Linked DNA regions of Mus musculus: all the other regions are linked to region 3. A link is a contact called in public ChIA-PET and promoter capture Hi-C data. All regions are on one chromosome and are shown on one strand. Each heading gives the region's core, a stretch centred on a gene start, on an enhancer-like site or on the middle of the called end of the contact. The rest is flanking DNA. Distances are from core to core; before and after follow the strand shown. Region 1 overlaps Bbs4 (Bardet-Biedl syndrome 4 (human)). Region 2 holds the start of Gramd2 (GRAM domain containing 2). Region 3 holds the start of Hexa (hexosaminidase A).

What was found. ChIA-PET counts read pairs in DNA pulled down with a chosen protein or histone mark. Capture Hi-C pulls out chosen DNA fragments and counts their contacts.
Region 1: a contact with region 3 is called in an RNA polymerase II ChIA-PET map of memory CD8 T cells, with 31 read pairs. The contact joins the enhancer-like site here to the promoter of Hexa in region 3. A contact is called at or near these places in 19 of 39 promoter capture datasets (the 3T3-L1 cell line, 3T3-L1-derived adipocytes, the C10 cell line and 14 more), 1 of 15 datasets of contacts at CTCF or cohesin (the NIH/3T3 cell line), 13 of 484 Hi-C or Micro-C datasets (the AML12 cell line, the C3H10T1/2 cell line, CD8 T cells and 9 more), 18 of 115 datasets of contacts at active chromatin or transcription factors (the NIH/3T3 cell line, bone marrow-derived dendritic cells, bone marrow-derived macrophages and 11 more) and 5 of 9 other capture datasets (adipose tissue, embryonic stem cells, liver and 2 more).
Region 2: a promoter capture Hi-C map of adipose tissue shows a contact between it and region 3. The contact joins the promoter of Gramd2 here to the promoter of Hexa in region 3. A contact is called at or near these places in 6 of 39 promoter capture datasets (3T3-L1-derived adipocytes, hematopoietic stem and progenitor cells, liver and 2 more), 1 of 484 Hi-C or Micro-C datasets (neutrophils), 4 of 115 datasets of contacts at active chromatin or transcription factors (the HPC-7 cell line, bone marrow-derived dendritic cells, embryonic stem cells and 1 more) and 4 of 9 other capture datasets (adipose tissue, liver, macrophages and 1 more).

What each region holds. Positions count from the first base shown.
Region 1 is chr9:59,336,451-59,340,082 of GRCm38.p6, forward strand. It overlaps Bbs4 (Bardet-Biedl syndrome 4 (human)), which reads right to left. Exons shown (of 16, transcript NM_175325.3): 6 at 3,361-3,433. Among named protein-coding and RNA genes, the nearest start is that of Bbs4, 15 kb to the right of the region's middle. Within about 2 kb of position 2,156, at least 13 of the 459 cell types and tissues checked have an H3K27ac peak or open chromatin away from gene starts, as enhancers often do. A contact at or near this core is called in CD8 T cells, the CH12 cell line, memory CD8 T cells and 1 more, where this site is marked.
Region 2 is chr9:59,677,588-59,681,521 of GRCm38.p6, forward strand. It overlaps Gramd2 (GRAM domain containing 2), which reads left to right and starts at 2,567. Exons shown (of 12, transcript NM_001379375.1): 1 at 2,567-2,665. The coding sequence starts at 2,625. It overlaps Pkm (pyruvate kinase, muscle), which reads left to right. Exons shown (of 11, transcript NM_011099.4): 10 at 457-638; 11 at 1,141-1,785. The coding sequence ends at 1,247.
Region 3 is chr9:59,537,628-59,541,259 of GRCm38.p6, forward strand. Hexa (hexosaminidase A) reads left to right here and starts at 1,913. Exons shown (of 14, transcript NM_010421.5): 1 at 1,913-2,349. The coding sequence starts at 2,097. It also overlaps a transcript of Tmem202 not described here.

The DNA.
Region 1 (3,632 bases), core at 906-3,405, 200 kb before region 3:
TACACTGCAAGCACTGAGGCACAGCAGCCTACATACAGACTGTACTTGTTCAGCAAGGGGTGCCCTTTGAACATGCATTCCAGTCAAGGGTTTTTGTGTTCATAAATACTTGTGATTCTGCCAAAAAAAAATCCTAAGTGTATTTTTTTTAAACTAAAACTATAAAATGCATGGTTGGAGTGATGGCTCTGCAGTTAAGAGCAGTGGCTACTTTTGCAGAGGACCTGAGTTTTGAGTCGAAGCACCCACATAGCAGCTCACAGCCTATCTGTAACTCCAGTTTCAAGATAACTCATGCCCTTTCCTGGCCTCCAAGCAACAGGCATATATGAGGTACACAGATATTACATAGATAAAGACAGCCAGACACATTTTCTTTTTTACAAATTATAAAATGCAAAAAGAGCAGGCAGACTCTTACGAGATCTAAGTTGTTCTTTACGGTCCATACTTGTCTCCCCTGACCAGTTTTCTTTCACAGCAGCCTAGGATCCAAACACTGTGTCCTTTTCTAAGGAGAAAACCCCCTATAGCCCCTGCTGCGTGGACTACAAGCTGGGAGCTCCACTGTTAAGGAAATCCTGTTTCCCTGCTTCTGGATACCTGGGCCTTTTCTATAAAAATCTGAAATTAGAAGGAGCTCTGGCCAGTGACAACAAGTACTACCTTCCCTAGTGATTCAGGAACCAGTGGTGCCACCTGGAGCCACTGTCATAAATGTGTATCTCTGACACTAATCTGTTGAAATCCATAGCAGAGGGCAGAGGACAAATTCGGTCTTCTTTGTAAAGTTCCTTCCTATGGCTTTTCTACACTAGAACCAGAACTACAGAGCTAAGTACCTCTAGCAGTGTAGAAAGCTGTAAGATTCTCTAAATACATTCAATAACTACATACTAAGTAGTCCTTTACAAAAACAGTTTGCTAACCTCTGACCTGTGTGGAAAAGAAAGATGAATCAAAAGGCCGCAGTAACTACCTGGGCTGCTGCTAACTTCTAATTCCAGTTTACTACAAGACTGACATGTGTCTTCTGGCCTAAGTGTTGTGAAGTCTCTGGAATTCCTTTGTAATAAACTGACTTTATTAGCAGCTTTAGAAAAGAAACCAGGAGTAAGGAGGGTGTTCCTGGAAGGCAAGAGGGCCAAGCACCTGTGAGTGGCAGGGATGCAGCCCTGTCTCAGGAACAGACCACAAAGCTCAGAGAAGCTAGTTTAATGTGTTCCACACCTCCTCAAACAACAAAACAATCAGTGATAGGCTTGATGCCTGTTGTTGTCATATACCTTACTTAAATTCTCTAAGAAATTCGCAGCATCGGTATAGATTTTCCAGTTTTATAGGAAACCAAAGCTCGGGGAAGTTAGTTTCCCTGACACAGAAGGGCCAGTGCTGGGACGCTTTGTCTCCTTTCTTTAGCTGTGTATCCTGACTATGTACACGCAGCGTCACAGACTCATGCACCCGACAGCATCCGATCCAAATAACATAACATTTCACTCATAAGTATTTCAGTACATGTTTCTCAAAGACATGATCTTTAAAAAAAAAAAAAATCAAGGCTAGAGATGGCTCAGCACTTAAGAGCACTGGCTGCTCTTCCACTGGGTTCAGTTCAAAGCACCCACACGGTGACTCACAACCAACCATATGTAACCTCACTTCCAAGAGATCCAACATCCTCTTCTAGCCTCAAAAGCACTTTACACATGTAGGCACACAGACATACATGTAGCCAGAACACTCATACACACAAAATAAATTAAATAAATCTTTGAAAAAGTTGTTTTAAACTTATAATACTATTATCTACCTGAAAAAAAGCAACCCTAAAAACTAGTCTTTGTCTCATGAAGCTCTCACATTCTAAAATTATTTTTTTTCTTAAACCACAATAGAAATAATGTCTACATTACCAAGAACTGTGCCTTCAATTCAAGCCTGTCTCCAAAACTTGTATATATTCCATTTCATCAGGGAATACCACCTTTCTGGCCTTTTAATGCTCTCTACATACACTAGTCCCTAACTCACCCCTGATGAATCTCTGCAGTAGGTGAAACCTGAAAAGAAAGCACCAATACGCCTTAAACAGCTAACAGCGCAGGAAGTATGCAAAGGAAAACAGAACAAGGTGGAGTCAAATCCATCCCTCATAAAAGCCACAAGGCTGCTGAATCTGACAGGAAGTGACAATGAGTGTCGCAGACAGTGAGAGGATGAGAGGAGCTGCTCATCCATCCTCCAGAGACCCAGTCCTCTTTCCCTTCACTACAGCGCCCCACTCCAGTTAGCAAGGACTTTCCAGCCTTCCTTTCAGAGGCTACGGCTGATGAGATACAGCAGAGGTTCCTTTGGGACTCGCTCTTCCTTGCTCTTTGAGCTCCTTTCAATGAATTAATACTTCTGAGCTGCAGCAGGCGCCATTTAACTAACCATGATTAAGTCTCAGCCCTGAAACTCTAGGACCACAAATGAATGCAAAAACCCATGATATGGATTCATGGAGGGGAAAAACTCTTTGTAAAGGCAATGTTTAGTCTGACTTTGTTTTGTACTTACACATAATTCCCAATTTACATAAGTGCATGATGAAAATAGGGGAGATAAGGAAGGTGAATATGATTAAACTATGAAAATGTCACAGTGAAACTCACTGTTTTATACAGTTAATTTACACTAATAAAAAAGAGAAGATGATGAAGGGAAAATAATCAGAAGAGTCACTTAAAGTTTTCATAACACAAAGAAAGTCAAAAGAAACAGCTGCTGACTGCCAAGCAGATAGGGGAAATATGCAAAGTACATATGAAGACATCTGCTGCTGATGCTTACGAACTCCAAATGTACCAACGTGACCTCTAAAGCTCTTGGAAATGACATGGGAAACCACGGCTGGAATCACACCAGTACAAACCTGTCAGCCACACTAACAGCTGCAAAATATAAACCAAAGTCTACAAAGCTACGCAGAAATGCCGTGCTGAGGACAGAATCAAAGACAGTGAACATCTAAGAGCTCTAGCCAAGCCCTAGGCAGTGGCTGAGTACCACTGAGGCAGACCCATCTCTCTGGGTTTGAGGCCAGCCTGCTCTACATAATGCATTTCAGGTCAGCCAGTGCTACACAAATTGAGACCTTATTAAAATAAAAAAAGAGCTGGGGGTGGTGGCACATGCCTTTAATCCCAGCACTTGGGAGGCAGAGGCAGGCGGATTTCTGAGTTCGAGGCCAGCCTGGTTACAAAGTGAGTTCCAGGACAGCCAGGGCTACACAGAGAAACCCTGTCTCGAAAAACAAAAAAATAAAAAATAAAAAAAGAGCTATTTGCTGAGAAAGAAATGCTGTTTCTCACTTACCCAGTCTTTCTGGTTAAGTTTAGCTGCTTCATTATATACTTCAGTGGCAGCTTTGTGTTTTCCCAGAAGAAACCTGTGAAGATAAATTTTCTATAATTATTACTTCCTCAATTCATTACTTTTGGTTTGTTTTTGAGGCAGGTCCTTACGTAATTCCAACTAGCCCCCAATGCACTGTGTGACCAAGGATAACTTGGAACCGGTCCTCATGCCTTCAGCTCCAAGTACTAGGGTTATGGTGTGCACTGCCACACCCAGCTAACCTAAACTCC
Region 2 (3,934 bases), core at 1,317-3,816, 140 kb after region 3:
CTTTTAACATTAGCTGCTAGGACTCCCATAGGAGAACAGTATAGTGTTATGGTGAACATTGTTGGCTTCCAGGGCCTGGTAACTCTGCTGCTGTTCTTTGCAGAAGAAGTCAGGAGCTAGGCACATGGTACTTGGATTGTAAAAGTTGCTGGCAGCTACAGGAGTGGGTTCTGCTGAGATTGGGCCAAAGCTGCCTCACTGCCAGATGGAAGGGTTCATTTGTGGGAAGAATTCTACCAGCCATGCTCCTATAGGACTGCCCATACTGAGAGCAGGATAATCATCTTAGAAAAGACAGGACAGGTCTGAGGGGCAGGCCAGACCTTGAAACAGTTGTCAGTGGGCAAAGCCTGTGGTCCAGAGTTGAATTAGAGGGTATTACTTTTGGCTTAGGCTTACTGAAAGGGTCTTATGACATGTTTAACGGTCAGTCTTTCCAACCTGTTTCCATCTCAGGAGTGCTCACCAAGTGGCCAGGTACCGCCCTCGGGCTCCTATCATTGCCGTGACTCGAAATCCCCAGACTGCTCGCCAGGCCCATCTGTACCGTGGCATCTTCCCTGTGCTGTGTAAGGATGCCGTGCTGAATGCCTGGGCTGAGGATGTCGACCTTCGTGTAAACTTGGCCATGGATGTTGGTATGTAGCTGGAAACAAGGGAATGATGAAGTGCTAATAAATGGGGACCCTAAAACTACCACTTCCTGAAGTCATGGGCTGGGCCTATCTGTTTTATCACCCAGTTGTAAGATTAGCTGGAGCTACTGTCCTGAGCAGGGTGGGGTTAGAGGGTGGGGAACACAAGCTTTTGTGGCCTTATTCCTATATAGAGACAAGGAGGCAGCTGACCCTGACTCTCTAGAGTATAAACTGAATGGTGTCCAAAGGTCTCTGCATTCTGAGTTCAGCCTCAGCCCTTGTTTAGGCTAGGAGGCTTGCACCATCTTGTGGTGAGAAGAAGTAACTGTCAACCTGCTCCCCTACCCAGACGAGGATTATTAGGGCAGTTATCTGCACCTGCCTTGTTGGATTTGTGTCTGGGTTGGGAAAAGTGCCACTTTGTGTGATCAATTAGGACTGTGGGGCTTTGCAGTTTTCCTCAAGTGTATACCTCTACTCACCAACCTCCTTTTCCCCCCAGGCAAGGCCCGAGGCTTCTTCAAGAAGGGAGATGTGGTCATTGTGCTGACCGGGTGGCGCCCTGGCTCTGGATTCACCAACACCATGCGTGTAGTGCCTGTACCTTGATGGCCCTCTGGAGCCCCTCTTCTAGCCCCTGTCCCTTCCCCTCCCCTATCCTTTCCATTAGGCCAGCAACGCTTGTAGTGCTCACTCTGGGCCATAGTGTGGCGCTGGTGGGCTGGGACACCAGGGAAAATTAATGCCTCTAAAACATGCAATAGAGACCAGCTATTATTCAGGGCCCTACCTGAGCCAGGGGTGGAGGAGGAATGCAGGACTGGAAACCCTGACTTTATCACAGAAGGGCGGCAGCATCTCTGGGCTTTGCTTCTGTAGAAAGTTGTCAGAATTCCCAGCCCTAGCCTGGAGTCAGGAGACAGCAAAAGAGTAGGGGCTGAGGGTGTGGGGCCCAGGGTCCCAGTGTAGATGACGACTTCTGGCCCTGGCCCTGACCTGCTTTCCCAACAGCTTTGGCCTCCCCACTTCTTGTGCACTCCACTTCTGTCACTGCAGACACTCCACTCTCCACCTTGTATTCTGCAGAGTCTCCAGGCCTGTTGCTATAGTGCCCACCTGAATGTCAATAAACAGCAGCTGAAGCACCTGTGTTGTGTTTTGTTTTGTTTTTTTCCGGGGGTTGGTAGTGGTGGTCGAGCCCTGCCCTTTGAGCAATTGAGAATGACAACAGCCAGGAGGCCTGGCCTTGGGTGCTATGGATCCACCAGATAACCTTCAAGCACGGGACCACTGGAGACGCCGGAGACTGAATACTTTGGGAGTATATAAGTTGCCTCCTGCACCAAAGTGCGGCTGTGTATCGGGAAGCTGATCCGTTCTATTTCAGGGCAAATACTAGAAAAGTCTGGGACAGGTTCAGCTAGCACCTAGAATGGTCGAATAGTGGGCTGATCCCTGTGGTAGAGGCCTGTTGAGGGCGCTGTAGGATGAGTCCCTGATTGGATACTTCACAAAACCCTCAGCCTCCATAACAGTTAAGCACAAAGGGTCTCTTGTTTTCCTGTTGCCCTCAGGAATAAGGTACATAGAAACAAGGTGGGACCCTTGTCCCTGGCAACTCCCAACAGCCACCTAGTCAGAGGCTAAGGCCTCTGAAATTGAGATGTTGCAGCACCAAGAGCTCAGGTTAGGTAAGGAGGTTGGAAGGCGGAGTAGAATGAAGAGCCCTGAGGGAACATTTTGATATGAAGTCCCATAATTGAGGACCCAGGCCCTGGTTTCCTCGACCTCACAATTTTGAAGACCTACCTGCAGCTGGGACCCATCAGGGCGGTCTGGGAGCGGGGAAGGCTCCACCAATTGAGCCAGGCTCATTCTGCGCGAGCGGCCAATAGGCGTGTGGGGGCGGGCCTTTCCCGGGGTGGGCGGTCCCCGGAGGGCACTGGGTCTGGCGCACGGCCTCGGGCTCCCGGAGAAGGCGCTGCGATGACCGCCCTGAGCCGTAGCGAGCCTGTCGAGGCGGGCAGGTAAGGGAGGCGTCCCGGGGCTCCAGGTCCAGGAGGCTGCGACGAAGGGCAGGGCGACTCTGGGAATGCCGCGCCTAGGCGCCTTCTGCCTCCCGGCTGGGCACTTCCAACCGCAGAAATTTAGGCTTGGACCCTGCGCCTCCGCCCGGCTGTGAGGTGTGCGAGTCTGGTGCGATGTATCCGATGTGTCTTGGTGGCTTCAGGCGAGCGGAAGGCACGCTCCCTTCTGGAAATCACCTCGTGTCGGCCACCCTCGCGGTCCATTCATTTGTGTTTCATTCATTTCTCGCCATAACGACCCCCCAGTCCCGGTTGTCTCCACACACAGCCTGGCGCTTCCCTGTGGGCCTCTGCAAAATCAGCTCCTCTCCTCTCCTCTCCACTCCCAGCGGGATCTACTCTTAGGAGCACACTCGGCTGCTTCTGAGGCAACGTGGAGCTGTCCCAGCACGACTCGGCCGCACCCCGTGCGCCAGGCCCGGGCGGGCTGGGGCTGGTCTCCAAGCCCAGAGAGCTGGTTCAAAGTCGGCTTGGGAGGAAAGGAAAGTTCTTGCAGGTAGTGGAGAATAAGTGGGGGGAGAGAAGACAGGAGGCGGCATGGCAGATGACATCAAGAATGGTAACTGTGAGCTGGGAGGGTAGGTAGTGTTTACCTAGCATATATAAGGCCTTGGATTTGGTCCTTAGCACTGCATAAAACACATTGGTGATGCACATCTACAATTCCAGCACCGTATGCAAGATGGTTCATGCTTGCTAGCTCCTGGGAAGCTTACATGAGCTGAGATTCAGGGTCATCTTGGACTACATAATGATTTCAGGTCCAGCCCTGGGGAGTTAGGGAATTTAACTTTTGAAGTGGTGCAGATGAGATTATTTAGGGGGAAGATGCGGCCCGTTGATGAAACTGTAAATTCTTGCTCCCACCCAGCCCCAAACCTGCAGGATTGGACATCCCTGGCCAGCCAGGATGGATTGAGGTGGGGCAAATGTGATCTTGTTCCCACATCAACCTTGGTACATAGGGTGATGAGTTAGCACTCAGTCCTCTACGGGCTTGAGGGGGTGGGCTAGCTGTGATCAGCCTTTGTCTCTGGGTTTGCCTCCTTCAACGTACGTATCTGGTTGTGCAAAGGTGTCCTTCCACTCCTAAAGCTGGAAGACAAGAGTCTTGCCAGAAGAGATGGGTAGAGGGTATCGCTCGCCCTGTGGACTGCTCTTCAGTCTCCTCATAAGGCCAGTTAGACTGCAGCATAGAAAGGCATTCTT
Region 3 (3,632 bases), core at 663-3,162:
TTTTACTTCAGTCTTAGTTCATGATCCAGCCTCATCCTTCCTCATGCATGAATTTTTTTTCCTAGCCAGATACAGCAGTTCATTAGTGCCTCCCATACTCTTCCACAGATCTCCACTTTGGTTCGCCCATATTAGTCATCCAACATCCACTCATGAAATGTCTGCTCTGTGCCAGGCTCTTCTGGGACCTTGGATCCTTGAGTGAGCACATCATTGTTTCTCCTTGACCGTTGCCTCCCTCCACAGGCTGGTCTCTTCCCTACACACTGAGTCAGGCTGGGCTTGCAAAATCTAACACAAGTGCTTCCTTCATGCACGCACTGGACAAACACAGCTGAACACTTCCTGCCTGCAGAGTCCTGGCTTAGGCAGTAAGGCTACAATGGTCTCATTCACCATGTGGTCTGATGGGGACATGGACAAGCAAAGGGACCAAAAAACGAACCCTGTAAAAGCAATGGAGACAAACCGATGCCTCACACAGCCCTTATCCTCACAGCATACATGCAGGATGACGAGGCTTCCTTGGAGGGTATCAGCCAGGATGCTAGCCTTCCTGAGCCTTATCACCCCAAGAATGGATTGAGTCACCAGTTCATCATCTATTCTATAATCACAGTGTACTTGGTGAAATCCTCTGGTACTCGGGTCTCTGCAACCACCATGGCTGGCAGAGCCGTGATCTGCGGGAATCAAGAAGGTAGTTCAGTTCAACATGACTAAGGAGGAAGGACACACAACATCGCACACAAGCAACACGTATGCCCACATGTTAGCATACACACATGTACTTCCACACACTTAACATGCTGCCCCAAACACAGAGTCCAGAGGCTGGGGGTGTGCTTAGGTTGTAGTACAGACAGTAGAGCATTTGTCTTCCTATCATGCACGAGCCCTGGTTTCAGACCCCATGACTGTGTATCAGGTGTACTAGGCATAATCTACCTGTAAACCTAGCACCCAGGAGATGGACGCTAGAGAGTTTGAAGTTCAAGGTCATCCTCAGCTGTACAGCAGCCAGCCTGGGCTTCATGAGACTCCTAAAGCTTTGTTTTTAAAAGATGACTGCAAGGGCTGGTGAGATGGCTCAGTGGGTAAGAGCACCCGACTGCTCTTCCGAAGGTCCGGAGTTCAAATCCCAGCAACCACATGGTGGCTCACAACCATCCGTAACGCCCTCTTCTGGAGTGTCTGAAGACAGCTACAGTGTACTTACATATAATAAATAAATAAATCTTTAAAAAAAAAGAAAAAAAAAAGATCACTGCAAGCCTTAAGACTATGGTTATGGAAATTGCCATGTTCTGGGATACCAAGTCTAGCACAATTAATGAGCAAAGTGGAAGTTCTCTCTCTTTTCTTCCACTGTTCCTCCTGCTCACTTCAGGGTTGAAGATTGAACCTGCGTTCTCAATCATGCTAATAAAGTTATCTAGCACTGAGCTTCACCTCTAGCTAAGAGAAATTTTCATAAATTCTTCTCAGTTATAGAAGTAAACATGGCTTCTGCACTTACAACAGCAGTCTTTCTGGCTTGACCTACTGAACACTCGGGTTACAGGCTTTTGCTAACACACCGGGTTCTGGCACTCACTAGATAGCCCGCACTGGCCATAGACTTACAGGAATCCTCCTGCCTTTCCCTCACTAATTCTGGTATCACAACTAGGAATCACCACAAACAATTTTTCAACACTTTGGGACGTCTTTCAATTGCTCCATGTTGAGACCCCTGGGGCTGATTACTTAAAGACTGCTCAAGTGCGCTTTCACACAGTTGACACTGCAAATTGGATTCTCATTTTCCTTCTTCCCGTATCCTCCGGGCTAGTTCTCCATGCCCTGGGGCGGTGCCTGTCCCTCCCAGCCCATCCCTTGGGTTTGGGTTACAGAGGCTTGGCCAGGGCGGGGATCGATCCTTCACCGCCCACCCGGTCGGGAGCTGCAGAATCCTTTGCTTACGGATCTCTGAGATCGAGCCCGCCTTGCTTCCCTCCCGTTCACGTGACCCTCCGATTGTCACGCGGGCGCCGCTCAGCTGACCGGGGCTCACGTGGGCTCAGCCTGCTGGAAGGGGAGCTGGCCGGTGGGCCATGGCCGGCTGCAGGCTCTGGGTTTCGCTGCTGCTGGCGGCGGCGTTGGCTTGCTTGGCCACGGCACTGTGGCCGTGGCCCCAGTACATCCAAACCTACCACCGGCGCTACACCCTGTACCCCAACAACTTCCAGTTCCGGTACCATGTCAGTTCGGCCGCGCAGGCGGGCTGCGTCGTCCTCGACGAGGCCTTTCGACGCTACCGTAACCTGCTCTTCGGTTCCGGCTCTTGGCCCCGACCCAGCTTCTCAAGTGAGTCACTGCCCGGTTCTTCCCTCCGAAGGAGCCGCCTTCCGTGCGTGGGTCAGCCCCGGCCCGGCTCCCAGACACCCTCCCGTTGGCCTCTGCACAGCCCAGTCAGTCACCTCCCACGCGTTTCTCCCCTTGCTTTCTCTATCCAGCTAGCTGGCCTCCCCAGCCCAGCCCCTATCCCGAGCACCCCTTCATTGATGTGACTTCTTGGGGTCTCAGTTTATCCCTAATCCTCCTTTTGAGAACTGCATTTAGGTTTTCTTTCTTTCTTTCTTTCTTTCTTTCTTTCTTTCTTTCTTTCTTAAGAAATGCCTACTGTAGGGCCACAGTTCAATCAGGCTGTTAGAATATTGACAATATGTTGGCAATAGACATTTAAAATGATCCTTTATAGAACATGCTCAAGTGGCATAGGGTCCCTGTGAGGCAGTGACCAGGGCTGCAGAACTGAGCCCAGCATGTGTCTGGCACATAACTTGGTTAGTAAAAGTGTGAGAGGAATCAGAACACAAGGCAGAGAGCTTCCGGAGACATAGGCAGACGATTCCAAATCATCTGTTGAAAGTGAAGACCCTGTCATCCCGCAAGGCATCTCCATCATCCTTACTGTTTCCAAAGATCCTCAAAAGAGAAGATGAGCTGCAGGTTTTCGGATTTGGCGTAGACTCTGGTTTGGAGGAAGCTGGAGGAGCAGGGATCTTATAGTCTCAACCCAGACCCCTTCTGTCACAGAGTTGGAAATGGAAAATGCATCTTGAAATAGAGGAGAGACACAGCTAAGGTCAGGCAGCTGGGCTGGGAAGGATTAACCATCAAACCTCTATTCTCTCAGTTGGTAAAGTGCAATGCAACGAGGCTTGAATACCCTGCTGCATCTCATAAGAGCTGTCTCGACGGCACACAGACTTGGGGATGGGGGTGGGGTGGAGCCAGGAAGATCAAGAGTCCACGGTCATCTTTGGCCACATACTGAATTTGAGGCCACCTTGGGCTGTCAGAGACACTCTTAAGTGACCTGGTAGTTATTCTTGGAGAAGACTGGGTTGCCTTTGATTCTATTGCTTTCAAAGAGGAAGAGAGTTTCATGATGACATTTATAAGAGTGTGTGGAGAATGGAGAGTTACATAACGAGAAATAATGATAAAAATACTTTCAGAGTGGAGGTAAGTATTAGGAACAACTGTATTTAGATGAGGGCCAAAAGTATACATTTATCTCTTATTATTTGATTCTGAACGCTCAGGGCCTTGGGTTAGTTTTGTCCATAGTCAGCCTGTTCAAC